Regions from separate parts of the Hordeum vulgare genome. Here region 2 is linked to region 1. The links are chromatin contacts, called in public Hi-C maps. All regions are on one chromosome and are shown on one strand. The core of a region is the stretch at or near the end of the contact, and the rest is flanking DNA. Distances in the headings are between cores, read along the strand shown.

Region 1 (7,574 bases), core at 1,915-4,414:
CCGAGCCAAAGCTTCCCACCCCAATGAGGTTGTCGGAAGCAAAACCATTTGTTGCATTGAATAATTCAGCATAAGAAACCCTCGTATATTGCTCACTGATGAGTGATATTTGTATGCTTGATTTCATCCTCCTGCTCCTATGGTAAAATATGAACAGTGTAGATACTAATGTGATAAATAAAGTTGCACTGCATATGGAGATTATCACGACAAGTTTCCTGGATGCTTTCTTGGTGGTGTGGTTGGAACAGGGTGGCAATTTCAATTGAGGGATACCACCACACAGGCCTTCATTCCCGGTGATCGAGATTGCTGTCGCATTGAGGAATACCCCATGTTTTGGGACTTCACCTTCAAAATTGTTTAATGATAGATTCAGAGCAGAAATGCCTTTCAAATTTCCAAGAAACTGAGGGATGCTACCGGACAAATTATTGCTGGAAAGGTCAAGCACCAAGAGACCTTTTAGTTGCTCCATCGACGATGGAATTTTCCCTTGAAGTGAGTTGCCAGATATATTGAGATGCTGCAAGCTCTGACACTCACCAATGGAGGCAGGTATCTCTCCAGAAATGTTGTTTGAAGCGAAATCAAGCACTCCAAGGTTTTTTAGGTTTCCTATTTCAGATGGCAGAGTACCAGATAATAAGTTATGCCCCAAAAGCATGAAATTGGATAATGCAGAGATGAGAAAGAGTTGTCTAGATATTGGGCCAGTAAGAATGTTATATGAAAGATCCAGTTGTTCTATCGGGCAACTGCTAAGACTGGAGGGAATGGTTCCACTGAGTGCATTTCCTTGGAGCAATAATAGACTTAGTGCTGTAAGATTGCCTAGAGTTGGTGGGATGGATCCTGACAGGTTGTTATATGGTAGAGATAATCGATTCAGTGCCTTGATTTTGCCAAGAGAAGCCTGAATAGTTCCCTCCAAATGGTTGTAGTCCATGTAAAGTAACTTCAAGTTGACCAAGTTCCCTATTCCTTCAGGTATTTTTCCAACTATATTGTTGTTTGCTATGATAAGAAAACTCAAACCTGAGGAAAGGTTTCCGACTGCACTAGGCAACTCACCTTGAAGATTGTTGTAGCCCAAATCTAAGGACTTCAAACTGCTGCAGTTTGTCAAGCTGGTCAAAAAGCCCCAATCAGCATCATTTGTTGCTTCGAGCTTATTTTTTGAAAGGGCCACGACCGACAATCTGTTTTGTCGAGCTCCAAGACAATTGGGAATTCGACGTGACAAAGAGTTATACACTGCTTGAAGAATTTGAAGCCTAGAGGCATTGCACATGGATGGTGGAATTGGTCCATGAAATTGGTTGATATCCACAACAAAACTTTGTATGTTTGGAAGCTTATTGCCTATGTCAAGTGGAAAAGACCCACTAAGACGATTGCTTTGTAGACCTATATCTTCAAGGGTGGAAAGGTTGAGCAGCGAAGGAGGAAAAGAACCTTCCAGTTTGTTATAGTCTAGACGAAGGGTCATCAGGGCACCAAGATTTCCAAGGGAATGTGGTATGTGGCCTGAAAGATTGTTTTGTGAAAAATCAAGGCTCATGAGCACCTGAAGGCTACCTAATGATTCTGGGATGCGCCCTGCGAGACCATTTTGCTGAAGACTAAGAAACACTAGCGACGAGAGATTTCCCAGCCAAGCAGGGATGCTTCCTCTGATGCTGTTCACCCCTAGTTCAAGGACTAGAAGAGACGAAAGGTTTTGCAGAGGTGGTAGGCTCCCTGTTAGTCTGGCTGAAGGGATGCTCATATACTGGAGTGCGGAGAGGTTTCCAAGTGAAGCAGGAATGGAGCCTCCCAGCAGGTTATAACCCAGACCTAGTCCAACAAGGTTAACAAGACCACCTATCTCCTGCGGGATCCCTCCAGATAGGTTGTTGAATTGCAGATTGAGCGTTTTCAGGTTTACAAGGCTCCCGATGCCCAGCGGGATGTTTCCTGTCAGAGTGTTCTGGCCAAGACTGAGTACCTTGAGACCACTCAGCAAGCAGAGCTCCTGTGGTATTTCGCCGTGAAACCTGTTGCTGTACAGCAAAAGGTACTCAAGACGGCTGCAGTTTGAAAGCGACGCCGGGATCCTCCCCTGGAAGGAGTTGTAGCTGAGGTTGAGGTGCCTGAGGTCAGGGAGGTTGCCGAGCTCCAGCGGGAGGACGCCATGGAGGTGGTTGGCAGGGAGATGGAGCCGCCTCAGGTAGGTGAGGTTGCCCAGTTCGGGCGGAACAGTGCCGCCGAGCCCGAGCCCGGGGAGGTCCAGTGCCACCACACGGCCGCGGCGTCGGCCACTCAGGCCACACGTCACGCCGCGCCACTCGCACGTCGGAACGGAGCGGTTGCCCCACGACGACCGTGCAAGAGCTGACGATGAGTTGGCTGTCATGTATGACATGAATGACATGAGCGCAAGGCGGTCGTCGGCTTCGGAACCAGCGGCGAGCCATGCGAGAAGGGCAAGCAAGGTGAGCATGGAGCGCTTGGCGAGTTCCATTGGTGTCTGTGTGATTGGTTTGGAGGAGACGTGTGGACTTGTGAGGATGGTGTGCACGCGGGTGTCACACAGGAAGATGAGCAGAACAGAAGCGGGAGAGGTTCCCTTCAACTTGAGCAAACACGCAGAGTTACGTAGCAGTCCATCTCAAGTCAACTATCAACGTAGCCATCAGCCTACTGCTTGTTTGACTGCAAGGGATAATACTTGTTTGATTGCCCAAGAGACGACTACACTGACCTGGCCTTATCAGCAAGGGCCTAGTTTATTGTAGAATCAATGCCAGATGGCATCTGGATTTCATGTACCGGAAGGATTTCATACTGCTCCCTTCATCCGAAATTACTTGTCACAAAAATGAATAGAAATCGATGTATCTATAACTAGAATACAGCTAGATACATTCATTTCTCGGACAAGTATTTTCGGATGGGAGGAGTACTTCATTGGCCTGACAATCCTGTCGTGGAGAGGTCATGCTTGTGAAACTTTTCAAAGATAAAGGCGCTTCTGAAACTCCTTAAAAAATGTTCGGTCTGCATGCAATCCGTTGGCCTCGCCTTTAAACAGGAAGTTCTAATGCGCAGGATTGTAGACGCGGGCAGTTCTCAAAGTCTTGTGCTATTAAAGGATTGTGATGCTTTCATCATCTCTCAGTGTTGGTCGATGACATTAGCTTCTCTGTCTGCCTATTTGAACATATCCAGTGAAACGAAGCAATTTGTGCACCCATTGGTGCGGGCGTACTGCGGTGAACAACAACACGGAGATCGCCCCCTACTTCCCCACCCTATGTGGGGTTAGGCATGATAACCCCTTCCCCCCCTTCTTTAACATGGTCGTCGACGCCCTCGCATCCATGCTAGACAAGGCAAATGCCACGGGCAATATTCAGGGAGTCGTTCCACACCTGCTAGCTTTAGTACATCGATGACACCATGATAAACACCATTATCATGGTGTCATGCTCTGCGTCAGACATCACAAACCTGAAATTTCTCCTTTGTTTTCAACAAATCTCGGTCTAACTATCAACTTCGACAAGAGGGAGGTGATGGTGTTGGGTTACTCGCCGCCCGAGCGCTAGAACATTGCGGACCGGCTTAACTGTCGTCTCGGCACCTTTCCTACCGTGTACCTAGGTGTCGGCATTAAAGTCGACGTATCTCGGGTAGGGGGGCCGAGCTGTGTGTTCGGATCGAGGGTAACAAGAGACAAAGAACACGAGACTTTTACCCAGGTTCAGGACCTCTCGATGGAGGTAAAATCCCGCGTCCTACTCTTGTTATATTGATGATGTAGCAATTACAGAGTTGATATATTTTGAGATTGTGAGTTTGTGCGCTATACCCTAGGGGTTAGGATGTTGTGTATACCCCCTTCTATGGGTTAAACCTCACGATTTATATAGGCATCAAGGGTATCTAGGGTTACATGAATGCCGCTTACCATCTATGAATTACATGCCAAATGAATCATCCTCGCCGAGTGCACGCCAAGTCTTTGGTAGAATCCGATATGCTCACATTCCTTCATTGGGCCTCCTAAGTCCTTCCTCCAGGGTGGGCTCCCAACACAACTCATGGACTAGTCCACCTCAGCTGGGACCCCTTAGTTCAAGACTGCCTCAGTAGCCCCCGAACTAGTTTTTGACGCTGAGCACAAGGTTCTTCATTGGACGGTCTTCTTCGGACGTGTAACTTCAAATAAGCAAACTATCTAACTACACTAATTATTGCTTGCAAGTAACGAGTTCAAGGGGATTGCCAACTCTCTTGCCTGTGTTGGGTGCAAGTTGGTGTTCTTTTGTGTGTAGGCGCTGAAGACGGAAACTTGCTTGGTTCTCCTATTGGTTCGATAACCTTGGTTTTCACTGAGGGAAATATTTATCTATACTATGTTGCATCATCCCCTCCTCTTCGGGGCAAAATTCAATCCAGGTCACAAGTATCACACCTCCTCTTGATTTCTTCCATCTCCTCCTTTACTCCTTTCATATGACTTTATTTCGTCTCTATTCAGCCAATTTCCCATGGAAACAAAATAAAGAGAGGATTTTGGAATCTTATGCATTCGTTGGTGGTAATATCGAAGTGAATATTTGTAATAGCCCGAGACCAACGCTCTAGATGCCTTCCAGTTATTTCGAGTCTTGTCGTGTGTTGCATTAGGTTGTCGCATTCATGATCGCATCATTCACATTGCATCGACACTCCATCGTTGTCATTTTTCAAAACTTGCGTCCGTCCATAGTCTTGTTGTTCACTGTTTTGTGACCAACCACACACGCATGCGTCCGCGGCATCAGTATGGGTTGAAAGTTGGCGTGCGATCTTTGTACGTAGACCGCTTGCCAAATTTCGTCGCATTCAGAGTCCATTTGATACCCGGACCATTAAACCTATAGCGTCACTATGGTTTGTCAAATTAGAGGACGTTTTCAGTTTTAAAAACTCTATCACAGGCCACAACCTTCCTCTCTTCTTGGCCCAACCCCTCTACACAACCCACTAGCCTAGCCTAGCCTAACCCCGTGATCGGAGTCGTTCGATCGCGATCGGAGGGCTTGAATCGGTGCAAAAAAACCCTCAATCCCTAGCTAAAACTGCTATATATAGACCCCCTCTAGTCCATTTTTGGACATCCCTAGACAAAATCCTAGCCTTCCCTAACCTCCCAGCCACCTCCACCTCAAAATCCACGCCGACTAGCTACCTCTAGCCACTTGGCAGCAGTCGCCGCCACCCACCGCCGCGATCTCGATCGTCTGATCCAGATTTGACGGATCCCACCTGCCCCACGCCTCCACCCCACGGTCGCGGCCATCGGGCCCGCAGTTGGCCTGCCCGGGCCCGAACTGCGCTGCCGCCTCCTAGGTCAGCCCGCGCGCCCGCGACGCCTCTCCCGCTCGTCAACCCTGTCGCTATGGAGTTGCCGTCGGCCGGCCTCCGCCAGCCCAACCCCAACTTGCGCTCTCGCCCCGTGGAGTTGCCATCGTCGGACCTCGCCGTCCTTCACTGTCGATCACCATCGTCGCCCCGCACCTCTTATCATTCCTCTCTCTTCTTCTCTCTAATCTCTCTCTCCTCCTCTGCCCGTAGAACCGCCCCGCCACGAAGCTGTCGCGCCATCGCCGGAGCTTCGCCGTCGGCCACCTATGTGAGATGAATTATTGCGCATCAAGTTAACTACTACCCATGTCTTGTTTGTGCATTTTAGATTCTTGTAGCTTGTTGTTTCTATGTGTGCAAAAGTTCATATTGTAATTTTGGACAAATTATCACTATAACTGTGTTGTTTGTGGTTGTTGGACTGTTGATCCGTTTTGAACATGTCATATATGAAACTTGCCTAGAATTTCATGTAGTTTCATAATATCTTGTTGCAATGCTTTAACATGATTTTGTTTGTTGTTTGCATGCATTTTGCGTTCATGGCATATTATCTTGTGTTGGTCATATCTTTTAGATCGTAACTCCGTTTTGAATGATCTATATATGTAAATCTATGTAAATCGCCTAGAATCACGTGTAGAATTACATGGTGCATTTTTTCCTTATTTAATAAATATAAAATGTGTTTTAGGCACATCTGGACCAATTTAAAAATTGATATATGGGGTCGTTTCGAAAATACTATAAGTTGGTTCCGGCCTCATCTAAAATGCTTAGATTGTGTAGTTTCTTTATGCTTCACCTCTTGCCATGTAAATCAACATTTAAATTTGTTGAGTAAATAAACGAGAGTGAACTAAATAACTCAAGTGTGGAGTTTAACCCTAACCCTAAACCCTAAACATTCAAATTGTTGCATATTGAACTTCATTTAATGTGTAGTAATTGATTGTTGTGATTGCCATGCCTTGCATATTTAAACCGGGCATGCATCATATTTGTTTGTGCATCATATCATGAATATGTTGTGGTGTTTACTGTGTCATTTGTTTGTTTCCGGATTGTTTCTTTTTGAGAGTTTCGAAACCGATTAGAGCGTGAGGATTCGTTTGACTACGCTCATTCGACTATTATACGGATTCGTTCTTATTCCAAGCAGGATCTCACGCAAGATGACCATTTCTCTGGATACCACTACTATCATTGATATGTTGTTTGTATCGCTTCTACCATTATGTCTTGTTACCTACCACTTGAATGTCAAGCCTTCCAACATTTCCATGAAAAGCCTCTAACCCCTCCACATCCGAGCAAACCGTTGTTTGACTATTTTACCGCTTGCTCAGCCCTTCTTATAGCATTGTTAGTTGCAGGCGCAGGTTGTTCCATATGATAACATGGATATCTTGGGATATCACAATATTATTGCTATTTAATCTAATGCACATATATACTTGGTAAAGGTTGGAAGGCTTAGCCTTTTGCTCGATGTTTTGTTCCACATTTTTCGCCCTAGTTACTTGTGAACCGGTGTTATGTTCCAGCTCCTAAAATTCTTGGGGTTGTTATAGGGACCCCTTGATTTTTGTTTTGGGATAAAACTCTTCTGGCAAGGCCCAACATTGGTACTGCATTTTCCTAATAACTAATAAAAATGCATAGGGACCCGCGGGCACCCGCGGAGAATTAATCAACAACCCGGGCCAGTACTCCTGACCAGTGTTGGTCCAAACTAGGCCATATCCGGCGCCCCATGGTCATTCGGGGTCTCATCCAACCCGACGTCGTGCTCATCCGGTCGTGCCCTGAGAACGAGACACACGTCTCCTATCGGGTTTGTCGGCATCGGGAGGCCTTGCTAGATTTGTTTTACCTTTCTCAAGCATCTTGTGCACCGGGATTCCGATGATACTTTGGACTATCTCAAGATTGAGGTTTTCCACCGGGATTCTGAGGAGACTACGGGCTATTCCGTGGTTGAGCTTTTCCACACAATTTGTGGTTAGTTTGTGATGGATGAGTTGGAGCACCCCTGCAGGGTTAAATCTTTCTGAGAGTCGTGCCAGTGGTTATAGGAAACCTGAAAAATTGTTTAACGCCCGGTAATAGCAAACTTGAAGTAAACTCAAATAAAATACACCAACCGTGTGTGTAACCGTGGATGTCTCTTCTTG
Region 2 (7,574 bases), core at 1,893-4,392, 430 kb after region 1:
AAAAACTACTCAGGAGTTTTGAAAAATGTTTGCATATACAAAAAAATGTTTAAATTTTGGGAAAATGTCCATAAAATAAAAAAAGTCAATGATTTTAAACAAAAGTCTGTGTAAAAATCTTAAAAACAGTTCGTGTCTCTGTTTTTAGTCTCGTTTTTTATTTTCATTTTTCTGTCCCATTTTCTAATTTAAATAATTTAGAACTTTGAAAAACTTTTGCAATTTATAAAAATTAGAATTAGAAATAAATTTTTGAAGAAAACATAAAATGTTTGTGAGTTCAAAAAATGCTTGGGATTTTTGTAAAAATATTCGCATATTCAGAAAAATGTTCATAATTTTGAGAACAATGTTGCTGAAAATAATAAAGTTCCATGATTTTGAAAAAAAAGTTTGTGTATTATTTTTTGAGCGCAATTGAAAAAAATGTTTGCTAATTCAAAAAATGTTCATGCATTTTAAGAAATGTCTTAAAATTTTAAAGACATAATATGATCAGCACGATTGGAGATTATAATTGTTTTTCTCCCGTTGCAACGCACGGGCCCTTTTGCTAGTTGTTACTAAATTGCTAATGATTTCATGCTTTATGTAACAAGCCAGATTACTTGATACAAGGGTTGTTTTCTTTAATGCTGTGATCTCTTATTTTCTTGATTCCATATGTTTGCTATGCTTATCAATTGAGGTAGCATGCCAGGATGATACATGTCTGCCGCTGCCCTTGTTTTTTAGAAGTGCGTTGTTGTCATTTTTTTCTTCCCTGTTTTATCTGCTCAAATTTCTTCAACTTCCCGGTGCAGTTCATTTCCTGGTCTGTATTATTTGGTTAAGGGCATGTTTTTTGTCGCAGCCTGTTTTCTCGTTTATTTCTACTACTATGCTTGAACTGTCTGTGCATACTTTGACGTTATTAGGTTAAATTAAATAATGTTTGAATTTTGAGCTAACTTCTATATAATGATGATGTTCATGGTATGGCAGCCCGACTGTTTTCTCGTTTATTTCTACTACTATGCTTGAACTGTCTGTGCATACTTTGACGTTATTAGGTTAAATTAAATAATGTTTGAATTTTGAGCTAACTTCTATATAATGATGATGTTCATGGTATGGCAGCCCGACTGTTTTCTCGTTTATTTCTACTACTATGCTTGAACTGTCTGTGCATACTTTGACGTTATTAGGTTAAATTAAATAATGTTTGAATTTTGAGCTAACTTCTATATAATGATGGTGTTTGTGGTATGGCAGCCCGACTGTTTTATTCAATGAAGTTTTGAATATGCTCAATTGAACATGTCCCCTTATGTTAATTTCAAAGAAAGGCTAGACAGTAGACAGTGGACAGTAATAGTACTGCTGTTCGTAAATACATGACTTCAGTGGTGGAGCTATACACGAACAAAATAGTGGTATGGCCCGTCCAGCATAAGCCCAAAACAGCATAAGGGTAAAAGTTTTGGGCTCTACTTGGCCTGGTCCGCCCAACATAATCCGTGCAGCCCTGCTGTTGCATGACTTCATAGAAAGCGAGCAGTCGAACTTTTCTAACCAATATATAAACAACTATTTAGACATGTAACACCAAAACAGTATGATGTGCTTTGTTATGAATAATACTAGTTTCATCAGTATACCTGATAACTTTTACTAATATACAAACAAAAAGTTACAGCCAAAGATGTATGTTGGAGGCTGTGCAAATTTTGAAAATGTAATCCATTTCCAAGCAGATAAAGTGAACTATTTTAGTTGGTTTGACCTTTTTGGTGCCCGTGTTACATCTAAATGAATATTGTTACCTCCCTTTCCTAATGTGAGTGACATCAGATATTCACCTCCACAGTTGGATTATATTCCTTATCACCTATATTCCTGGTCTTGCCTGGAAGTGAAGGACAAGAGCTGATTGTATTTTGGGTACTTTGCATGTGTTTATATTATGCAGCCGGATGAAGATGAAGAGGATCAGGATGAAAGGCATGATGGCCCTGATTCTGACATGGAAATGGATTATCACACACCTTTGGAAGACTCAGCAAGGTATTTATTTATGTTGTTCTGTGAGATGGTATTTATTCCTGTCTCATTGTTCCATCAGTTCTGATGGCTATCCTGTGTGCACCTTGTGACAATCTTTTGTTATAGGAGAATCACTATTCAAGGTGCAAGAGTTAAGAGAGAATCAGCTGGAGCTGAAACAAAAGATCAGGTACTTCACCTCATCATTTTTAGTCTTTATGTACAGATTAGTGATTTGTCCTTTTTCATGATCCACCATTTTGTTCACAGATGTGTCGTCCTTTTTCTTACCACCTGGTCCTTGATAATTCTTTTCCAAAATAGAGTGAAAATTGCTTTCTCACCATGTAATAGATGGTGTTGGTGGAGTATTTCTGCTTAGATGCATTGCAAAATGTCCACCGACCATTGTTTGCTCCTCCGATGTGCATGTAAACTGAAGGGTAGCAAAGAGTGTCTTGTAATTTTGTTAAACTTCCATGGTTGTATGCAACTTGTTTGTATTCCTTGGTGCCATGCATTTATGCTAAATGTGTTTTTTTACCCTCTGCAGGATGGTAGCAGAGTAACAGGTGAACATAGAGGACCAGAACCTATGGCAGAAGACATCGGTCCATCTAAGCAAGCTCATGTAAGCCGGCCTCCCTTTCTGTTTGTGAACTGTCGTATAAGATAGATCCCTAGTGTACACTGCCCATGGCTAGGCTGATCTAACCAAAGATGCATTTTCTTGTTGTCCATGATCCTCGTCGCCTACAGCTCGATGCTAATGCCATGGCTGTCGATGAGCCGGGAAATGTCAAGATTGAGTCAGGAAGCTCTAGTAAGTTGCCGGACCCACCAGCCATCTACCAGAAGCCATGATTGTAAGCATTCGGACCGTGCGTGTGTTTTGACAGTAAAAAGACGAAGTGATGAGTGGTAGTCTCGAGTGTCTAACCCATGTATACATGCAGCATGGATTATTAAGCTGTAATATGTATAGTCGATTAAATGAGCCGTGAGGCAGAATTTTCTTGGCTACCTGCAACTTGTCTCCCAGCTTTCTACTTTGGCGATCTTCTACCTGGTAGATTCGTTGATAATTGGTGCATTTTCTGTCGGTACCCTGGATTTGTCACAAGGCAATGTTTTTCTCTGGCTCGCCTTGTCTTGTCGTAATCTTCAAAGGAATAGTATGTGCTAGTGCATTTTTATATGGTTGTGCATAGAAAAATAAAATAAGAATCAACATTCTGTATGCTCTAGCTACATAAATAAATAGTTGCTGCTGTATATTAGCTCTTGGTTCCTTGTTTTGATATTGTCTTCAGTAATTCTTAGTTGACATAGATTTAGCCGACTAGTGAAGCGCTGGCCGTAGTTTAGCATGGCATGATGAGCCAGCACTTGAAGGAGAAGACGGCTGTAGGAGTGGTGTGGGCAATGCTACACATACATAACTTTACATGGGTTTTATAAACAGGTGTGTTTTGATTGGAGATTAAGGGGGATGAGGACCCCACCCCTTGAAAATCAGGGGGGAGTGGTTAGTTATTAGAAAGAAAGAATCCTAGTCAGCGTGTAACCTTACATAACTCTTTGTATGTCTAGCATTTTTGGGTGTGGGCAGGGTTAGTGTGAACGGGAGACATTGTCAAAAAGGTCAGGCGCCAAAAAGGTCAGGCGCGCAAAAACTTTTGCCGTTGCAAACAGACAACCCAAATAGCGGCCGCCAGCTTTTCATATCACTGACATCAACCACTCATGGCTCATTGACCCGTAGTCTTGAGAGAAAGGAAACAAGCGACGGATCGCATCACGCTGCGGGTGGCCCCCTCCCAAAATAATTCAACGTCCAGTTGCCAAACGACGAGGACGACGCGTCGCTGGTGGCCACAGTTTGTTTATACGCAACACTCACCCAGGCCAAACCTCTCTACCTCTACCTCTACCGTACGTACGTATGCTCTCTGCCGCGTCCAGTCCACACTCCACAATCGCTCTGCTTGCTGCAGTACCGTCTGCCGGGGCAGCAATGGCAATGGCAGCACTGTCCCTCCTCCTCCTCCTTGTCTTCCTCCTCGCGTGCTCCGTCGCCACTCACGCCCTGCACGACGCATCCGAGCCCGCTGCCGCTGCCGCTAGCGTCGCGGATTACAACGCGCTGCTCTCCTTCAGGTCGCTCGTGAGGGGCGACCCGTCGCGGGCGCTGGCGTCATGGACGAGCAGCGCCCACAACGAGCCCGCGCCACCGCCGTGCCAGTGGCGCGGCGTGTCCTGCGGCACGAGGGGCCGCGGCCGCGGCCGCGTCGTGGCGCTGGACCTCCCCAACCTCGGCCTCCTCGGCGCGCTCAGCCCGGCGCTGTCCAACCTCACGCACCTGAGGCGGCTCCACCTCCCCGGCAACCGCCTGCACGGCGCCCTGCCGCCGGAGCTCGGCCGCCTGCGCGAGCTCAGCCACCTCAACCTCAGCGACAACGCCATCGGGGGCCGCCTCCCGCCGTCGCTCTCCCGGTGCAGGCGGCTCAGGACCGTCCTGCTCCACGCCAACAAGCTGCAGGGGCTCATCCCACCGGAGCTGGTCGGCTCGCTTCGGAACCTCGAGGTGCTCGACCTCGGCCAGAACAGGCTCACAGGAGGCATCCCTTCCGGCATCGCCAGCCTCGTCAACCTCAGGCTGCTGGTCCTAGAGTTCAACAACCTGACAGGCGAGATCCCGTGGCAGGTCGGCAGCCTCGCCAACCTCGTCGGCCTCGCCCTTGCGTCCAACCAGCTCTCAGGCTCCATCCCCGCCTCGCTGGGGAACCTCTCGGCGCTGACCGCCCTCACCGCCTTTTCGAACCGGCTGTCGGGGAGCATGCCCTCCACATTACAGGGCCTGTCATCCCTCACCACGCTCCATCTGGAAGACAACAGCCTCGGAGGAACCATACCTTCCTGGCTAGGGAACCTCTTGTCGCTGGCATCCTTAAACCTCCAGAGCAATGGCTTTGTGGGGCGCATCCCGGAGTCCATAGGGAACCTCCGGTTGCTTACCGCCGTTTCGTTCTCGGAGAACAAGCTTGTCGGCAAGATACCTGACGCCATCGGGAACCTCCATGCCCTCGCTGAGCTTTACCTGGACAACAATGAGCTACAAGGCCCTCTGCCACCCTCAGTCTTCAACCTCTCCTCCCTTGAGATGCTCAACATCCAACACAACAACCTCACCGGGGGATTTCCGCCCGACATCGGGAACACGATGACGAGCCTCCAGTACTTTCTTGTGTCTGATAACCAGTTTCATGGTGTGATCCCTCCATCCTTGTGCAATGCCTCCATGCTTCAGATGGTTCAGACGGTAAACAACTTCCTGTCGGGAACGATCCCGCAGTGCCTGGGGGCTCGCCAGGAGATGCTGTCGGTGGTGAACTTTGCGTGGAATCAGCTTGAAGCAACCAACGATGCTGAATGGGGCTTCCTTACGGCTCTGACCAACTGCAGCAATATGATATTGGTGGATGTTAGTGAAAACAAGCTCCAAGGCATGCTACCGAAATCAATCGGCAATTTGTCGACACAGATGGAATTTCTTGGCATTGCATACAACAGCATATCAGGAACGATAACTGAAGCGATAGGGAACTTCATCAACTTGGATGAACTTGACATGGAGAATAATCTTCTCGAGGGCACCATCCCAGCATCTCTCGGCAAGCTTACGAAGTTGAATCGGTTGTCTCTGTCAAATAACAACTTGTCAGGATCCATCCCAGTGGCTGTTGGAAATCTTACAAAGCTTACAACCCTTCTGCTTAGTACCAATGCGCTCAGTGGTGCCATACCTTCTGCTCTCAGCAACTGTCCTTTAGAGCAGCTGGATCTTTCTTACAACAATCTTTCCGGCCCAACGCCTAAGGAGTTTTTCCTCATCTCAAGCTTGTCGAGTACCATGTATCTTGCACATAATTCACTGACTGGGACTTTGCCTTCAGAAGTGGGAAATCTCAGGAATCTAGGTGAGCTTGATCTCTCTGACAATATGATTTCAGGAAAGATTCCTACCAATATTGGGGAGTGTCGAAGCTTACAGTACCTCAATTTATCTGGGAACAATCTCGACGGGACGATTCCGCTGTCACTAGGACAGTTAAGGGGTCTCCTAGTGCTCGATCTTTCTCAGAATAATTTATCTGGGAGCATTCCTGAGTTCCTCGGTACAATGACAGGTCTTGCTAGTTTAAATCTCTCTTCCAATGATTTTGAAGGTGAAGTTCCGAAGGACGGAATATTCCTCAATGCAACGGCAACCTCGGTCATGGGAAACAATGCTCTGTGTGGTGGGATCCCTCAACTGAACTTGAAAATGTGCTCCAGTCCCACTAAAAGGAAAATATCTTCAAAGCATCTCATGATTATCGCAGCAGGCGCTGTAATTACGTTGGTCATACTATCTGCAGTGTTCGTGTTATGTAAAAGAAGCAAGCTTAGAAGATCAAAGCCACAGATAACTCTCCCCACTGACAAATACATCAGAGTTTCTTATGCTGAATTGGCCAAGGCAACAGATGGTTTCACATCCGAGAACCTCATCGGGGTGGGCAGCTTTGGTGCAGTGTACAAGGGAAGAATGGAAATCTCTGGCCAACAAGTGGTGGTGGCAGTGAAGGTACTCAACCTGCAGCATGCTGGCGCATCCCGAAGTTTCGATGCGGAATGTGAGGCTTTGAGATGTATTCGCCACCGGAACCTTGTGAAGGTTATAACAGTGTGCTCAAGTATTGACTCCCGAGGTGGCAACTTCAAGGCTCTTGTGTTTGAGTTTCTGCCAAATGGAAATCTAGACCAGTGGCTGCACAAACATCTCGAGGAAGACGGCGAACCCAAGATTCTAGATCTCATTCAGAGAACCGAGATTGCCATGCACGTGGCTTCTGCGCTTGACTATTTACATCACCAGAAGCCGTTTCCAATTGTCCACTGCGACCTCAAACCAAGCAATATTCTCCTCGACAACAACATGGTTGCCCATGTCGGTGATTTTGGGCTTGCAAGGTTCCTACATGATGGACATAATGACATGTCAGAGACATCGACTAGTCGGAACGTAATAAGAGGAACGATCGGTTATGTTGCTCCAGGTGAGCATAATTCTACTCTCAACTGTTCCATCATTGTTGCATTTGTTTTCACATTTTATTTTTACCCTCCATCTAAGGAAGCACTTATTAAATTTATCACGTTTGTTAATCTCAGAATATGGACTTGGCCATGAAGCTTCAGTCCATGGTGATGTCTACAGCTACGGTATACTGCTGCTCGAGATGTTCACCGGAAAAAGACCCACAAGCTCTGAATTCGGAGAAGTGCTCGGCCTTCATAAGCACGTGCAAATGGCACTGCCAGACCAAGCGGCTTTTGTCATTGACCAAGAACTATTAAAAGCAGGAAGTAATGGCAAAGGAACAGAAGGGGGATATCATAACAGTGAAGACATGAGAATTAGTTGCATCGTCTCGATTCTGCAGGTTGGAATTTCATGCTCCACGGAGACGCCAACTGAACGCATTCAAATTGGAGATGCATTA

Evidence for each region. A called contact is a pair of places that touch in the nucleus more often than the background predicts.
Region 2: a Hi-C map of leaf shows a contact between it and region 1, with 4 times the contacts expected there. The contact joins the promoter of LOC123404167 here to the promoter of LOC123405963 in region 1. A contact is called at or near these places in 4 of 6 Hi-C or Micro-C datasets (all in leaf).

The regions. Positions count from the first base shown.
Region 1 is chr6H:192,929,040-192,936,613 of MorexV3_pseudomolecules_assembly, forward strand. It overlaps LOC123405963 (putative receptor-like protein kinase At3g47110), which reads right to left and starts at 3,165. Exons shown (of 2, transcript XM_045099469.1): 1 at 1-3,165. The coding sequence starts at 2,506.
Region 2 is chr6H:193,354,338-193,361,911 of MorexV3_pseudomolecules_assembly, forward strand. LOC123404167 (receptor kinase-like protein Xa21) reads left to right here and starts at 3,143. Exons shown (of 2, transcript XM_045098086.1): 1 at 3,143-7,127; 2 at 7,243-7,574. The coding sequence starts at 3,971. It overlaps LOC123404168 (probable histone deacetylase 19), which reads left to right. Exons shown (of 7, transcript XM_045098087.1): 4 at 1,952-2,046; 5 at 2,152-2,215; 6 at 2,579-2,656; 7 at 2,785-3,048. The coding sequence ends at 2,889.